Regions from separate parts of the Mus musculus genome. Here region 1 is linked to region 2. The links are chromatin contacts, called in public HiChIP or PLAC-seq maps. All regions are on one chromosome and are shown on one strand. The core of a region is the stretch at or near the end of the contact, and the rest is flanking DNA. Distances in the headings are between cores, read along the strand shown. Region 1 overlaps Rb1 (RB transcriptional corepressor 1). Region 2 has its middle 15 kb from the start of Gm30500.

Region 1 (2,839 bases), core at 324-2,823, 810 kb after region 2:
GTATCTCTTATTCTAACCCCAAACTATTAGACTTGAGAAGTGTGAGATAGACACTCTTAGGTGTCAACCTGACTACATCTTGAATCTACTAAAACAAAAGCAGGCTGTATGTGGTACACAGGCTTTTAATCCCAGCACTTGGGAAGCAGAGGCAGGCAGACTGATGTGAGTTCAACGACAGCCTAGTCTACAGAGCACGTTCCAGGATAGCTAGAGCTATACGGAGAAATTCTGTCTTGGAAAAACAAAATAAAATATAACAACAAAACCACAAACAGCTGGGCACACCTCTGAGGGATTTTCTTGATTGGATCATTTGAGATGGGAGGGTCACACTTTCTAGTGACAGCCCACATAAAAGGACATGGAACAGTAAGTTTTGGGGTTTGCCCACTTGCCCTCATTCATCCTGGCAAGTTGAAACATGTATCCTCATGGACTAAACAACTACCAGGTTCAGCCTTTCCTTTGAGAGACAGCCATTGCTGGACTAACCGTTAACAAATAAAACAAAACCTGGATGACAGTATGCGTGCTTACAGCATGGTTTATTAAATAGTAGACGCCTGCTGTTAAAATCTGAAGACCTACAGATGAGAAGAGAAAAATCTTTAAAAATATTTTTGCTTAACTGAAAATGTACTTGACCACCCTAGGGCTCTAAAAGAGATGTACCAGGTAATATTGTTTTCATGCCCACTGGATTAAAATTCCATCAGCAGTATAAATCAAGGAATAATTCTGACTTCTAAATCAAAATTTAAGAAACATTATGTAAGTCTATAGCTGCCATAGATATTGAACTCTTGAACACATCCACCTGAACCCAGACTGAAGTTGCTTTACCTCCTTTTAACTATGTGTGTGTATGTGTGCTCATCCACGTATGCATGTACGAAGGCCAGAGATGGACACTGGATCTCTTCCTCTGTCACCTCTACCTTATTCTTCTGAGACCTGTTCTCCCGCTGAGCCTGGAGCTGGCCATTTAGATTAGGCTGGCTGACTACCAAGACCCCAGGATTCATCTGTTTCTGTCTCTCAATTCTGGGGTTACACATAAGTGTTGCAGCTGTGTCAGGAGTTAGGTAGGCAGGTGTAAAGGAGACAACTGAATTCTCACATTTGTACAGCAAACAATTTACCCACTGAGCCATCGAGATGGTTTGTCTTTTAAGTACTAATCAAGTGCCAATTAAAATGGAATTTCTGATTGAATTTGTTCTTGTAACCATTTCATACACGTGGGTAGTGTACTCTGGCTATTTTCATCCTCCCCTTCTCATTTCCCTCCGACATCCAGTACACACTCCCTCCTGGCCAGTCCCCTTCTCACACTCAGGCCCTTCTGTTTTGTTTTGTAACCCAGCGTTTAACAAGGGATGCCAGTGCAACCTGAGTTTGCTACCATTCACTGGAGCACGGTGAACTCATCACGAGTACACAACTGAAGACAGTGTCGGCCCCTCCCCAAAAATCCATCAGTAGCTCATATTTCAGCAGGGAGGGGTAAGGCCAAATGGGCCTCTCACCGATCTATGACTGACTGTTGACAAGCCCAGGCCTGTGCAGGCACACTGATGGCAGCTGCTGCCACTGTGAGATCATGATTGCATTGGCTGTGTCATGCCCACAAGGTAGTCTTTCAGGATAAGATAGAATTTTGGTTTTTTGTTTTGTTTCTTTTAAAGAACAAAAACTATGTAGAGTTTGACTCAATAAATTACCTTGCATATATTTAATATGTGTTAACTTATTTATATTCACAATGATTCCAAGATCTGGAAATTACTGATAGCCCATTTTACGAATGAGAAAACCAAGGACTGGACATTTAAGGTCATTTGCTCAAGAGTGTGGCGTCACCACATGCTTTATTTCAGACTTGAAACAGCTCATTCTGACTAGAAATCTTAACCCATCCTCTCTCAATAAACACCATCCACTTTCAAATGCCAAAAAGGGTTCCCCCAAGTTACGACATTTCTCTTGTTTCAGAGAACAGACAACTGGGACCACAACAGCTGCTTTGCAAACAGGTTCATTCTGTCTTTGCATTTGCTTCTCTGAACACATTCCATCATTCTTAGGCCAACTCTCAACATTAAACACTCGCATATTGTAAAGAAAGGGTTTGTTGAATTACAGCAGGACAAAAGAATAGTCTTCCACACCCTTCAAAATGTATCAAGTCCTAAAAGTAACACAAAGTCCTCTATTGTCCTCTTCCCCCACACAACCAGGAATAATTCATATATTCTAATTCCTATCATGACCTCCACTAGGAAGTAATATTTTAAATTATGCAGTCCTACGGAAAGGTAGGAACAAAGCCAGGAAGAGAAGGGGGTAAGGCAAGAAAGCAGTCACATTTATTTGTATATATTTAATTCTACAGCCCAAAATGGTTTCTGCTACTAATCGAACCTTTATACACTGCTGATGGGAATGTGAACTGGCCGAGCCAGCCTTACCATATGATATACCCATTCCCAGATAGACACCCAAAGGACACAAAGTCAGTATACTACAGATACCCCTGCACATCCATGTTTACAGAAGCACTGGTCACAGTGGCTGTAATATGTTATCAGTCTATATGTCTGTCAACAGATAAATGGATAAAGAAATGGTATGCATACACAGCAGAGTTTTAGTTAACAAAATCATGTTGTTTGCTGGAAACTGAGTCATCAGATAAAGAAAATTAAGTCAGACTTAGAACTATAAATATCTTATATTTTCCCTCATTTGTGGATCCTAGATTTTACATACACACAGAAAGCTACTTGTTTATATATACTTAATGAGAGATCAGAAAGCTGACTAGGACAGTAAA
Region 2 (2,700 bases), core at 118-2,617:
TTGAGGTCTCCTATGGTCAAGCCCCACCCAGTGTGGTTGGAATCATAGCCTCCTCCTGTCTGTCTTCAGAGGACAGTCTTCTCCTTGCTGCCTGCAGATGGCGATGTAGAACTCTTGGCTCCTCCAACACCATGTCTGCCTGGATGCTACCATGCTTCCATGACAATGGATTAAACCTCTGGAACTGTAAGCCAGCCCCAATTAAATGCTGTTCTTTATAAGAATTGCCTTGGTCACAGTGTCTCTTCACAACAATGGAAACCCTAACTAGGACACTGACTGACATACCGCAGGACTTTGTGAATTGCTGAAGATCCTAAAACTGTCTACCCCCCTTACGATTAGGGGTGTGTTCCAGTGATGACATCATCTAAAAGGCTACAGTTTGAAGTCTCTCAACAGGCACAAGGCAATCTACAATAGCCATGGGAAACAGGAAATTTTAATTTTCAAACTCACCACATAAATCATTTTAATTATGAGAAAGGAACACAATAACTTAAAATGTAAATATTGTTCAAGAAGTTGGTCAAAATTCTTTTCTTGTTGGCAAAGAATGCAATTTTGTGCCACGATATTCTGAGGCATCCCATTGCTATAACGGAGGAAGTACAGCAGCTGCTTCAATGTGGGCCACAGGTTAGACTGTGAGCTTATTTGCTGAGGCAGAATTCCCAGGAAGAGCAGGATCTTTACTACCTGTGTGACCCTCTGTGGGTAGGCTCCTGCCTCTGGGTGAGAGTGAACTGCAAGAGGAAAAGGAAAGACCTTTTACAACACCTCCCCTGGGCGGGCTGGTTCTCCAGTGCATATGGTCTCTGAGTGAAAAATGGGGACATGACCATTCCAAGTTATTGTTGACAAGGTAGATAGGATGGAGAGAACAGCCAGAGGCATTTGGAAGGGTCCAGACTGAACATGTCCTGCAAACTGAACTGGGGGGGAGGAGGGGGGTGAGGAGCATAGCAAGCAGGGCAACAGAGATCCAGGAGGGGAACCTGTTATGAAATGTTATATGCCAATGGGTGGGGGTACCTGGCGGGCCCATGTCAAGGTATCTGTCACGTCACAGACCTGGTATAGGGAGGTTTATTTGGGGGAAGGGAGGGAAATGAAATGAGGATCTGGAGAAGGGGTAGAGACAGACAGAAGGGAGCAGAGTGCAGAGAAGCGGGGGGTGGGGGGTGGGTGGGGGGGTGGGGGGAGAGGACAGAAAGGACAGAGGGAGGGGAAGCAAGGAAGGGGAGAGGGAAGAGGGAAGGGGAGGAGGGAGAGAGAGAGGCCAGCAGTCCTTTTCCTATGCTGTACTTGGCTTGTACCTAGCAGCGGCAGGTGATGACATAAGCAGCTGCTAGGGCCCAGGGAGGAGCCCAGTGGAATCGCCTGTAAGCCAACAGAGACAGCAAGGGGCCAAGAGGCTCCGAGAGGGTATAGCCAAAATGGCTGAGATTAACTCGGGAAGCGAAGCAGGGGGAGGGGATCGGAAGCCCAGCCGGACCGCTCAGCTGAGGACAGTTAGGGTGGGGAGCAGGGTGAGGAGTGCAGAAAGGACCCACAGGGACTGCGCCTTGTCCTGTGTTTCTTTGAGACCTAAACAGGGTTTATGACTTAAAAAAAAAAATGCCTTGTGAGGCTGAACATAACTCAGTCACGGACTGCAGAGATAGGAAGAAAGTACAAACAAACTTTCTCGGCAGCCAGTTCCTTCCGAGATTAAGTGACAAGCTACTGGGGAGGCCGCCTAATCTCTTTTGTCTTGTTTTTACCCTACCCCCACCTCCATTTGAAGCTAAATCTTTCCGGCAGGGGGTCTGTCAGCCTTGGGCAAAGGATTGGTTTGGTTTTGTTGCAGTTTAAGAGGGCTGACAGTTTGTGACTTAAAAGAGCAGACCCAACAACCACTCCCATAGCTAGCATAACAGCTGTTTCCCTCAGGACCATTTTGTGAATGAATGTCCCATTACTGGTGATGTGAGGTGTGAAGTTGATGAATGTACATTACCTGGCTTCGTTTGATGCCTATCCCAGCCAGAACCAAACTGCCCAGCCAGGGAATTTGTGCCAAGTTAGCTGGTATCTAACTATCACAGTGATGTTTACAAGTGTCCTCCCCTCCCCCACCCCCAATCTACTTTGCAGCATACTTCACAGGCCTATCACTTAGTGATGAGTGAAATGGTCCACAGATTCGGAGTCGAAGTTCTTTCCGAAGTTTTTAGGGAACAGTAGGGCATCTTTGACATGTAGGATGTTTGAAAGCTGCCGAGGTTAAATGATGTTGGAGGCTCGTGTTGGAGGCTTCTTGACAGAATGAAAACTGGAGTGCGAAAGTCCCTTACACAAATATTGATGAGCCAAGAATCCTGCTCTGGAGGATGAATAGTCTCTTAAAGGCTCACTGTAGAATGCAGATGTGATTTCCTCCTCTTCTGAACATGTACCATCAAATACATACAGATCAAGATTTCAGGTCAGACACTAACGTCTAAAATATTATTATACAAAAAATACTTTTTAAAAAATGTTCTTAAAAGAAACATCTCGGTTCTAACCAATTCCAAGTTGACTTGAGGCCTCGGAGATGTGAATGGTCTGGGGATACCTGATGCTACTGATTGTCCCTGGGGCAGCTGCTAAGTAAGGCTTGGGGGACCCTGTTTGCCCCAGCTTCTAGGCATATCGCCAGGAAAACCACCTGGA

Evidence for each region. HiChIP or PLAC-seq counts read pairs in DNA pulled down with a chosen protein or histone mark.
Region 1: a contact with region 2 is called in an H3K27ac HiChIP or PLAC-seq map of embryonic stem cells, with 2.9 times the contacts expected there. The contact joins two enhancer-like sites. A contact is called at or near these places in 1 of 39 promoter capture datasets (hippocampal neurons) and 2 of 115 datasets of contacts at active chromatin or transcription factors (bone marrow-derived macrophages and embryonic stem cells).

What each region holds. Positions count from the first base shown.
Region 1 is chr14:73,312,063-73,314,901 of GRCm38.p6, forward strand. The region is part of intron 2 of Rb1 (RB transcriptional corepressor 1); the gene reads right to left. Among named protein-coding and RNA genes, the nearest start is that of Rb1, 12 kb to the right of the region's middle. Within about 2 kb of position 1,574, at least 44 of the 459 cell types and tissues checked have an H3K27ac peak or open chromatin away from gene starts, as enhancers often do. A contact at or near this core is called in embryonic stem cells, where this site is marked.
Region 2 is chr14:72,505,099-72,507,798 of GRCm38.p6, forward strand. No RefSeq gene overlaps it. Among named protein-coding and RNA genes, the nearest start is that of Gm30500, 15 kb to the left of the region's middle. Within about 2 kb of position 1,368, at least 63 of the 459 cell types and tissues checked have an H3K27ac peak or open chromatin away from gene starts, as enhancers often do. A contact at or near this core is called in embryonic stem cells, where this site is marked.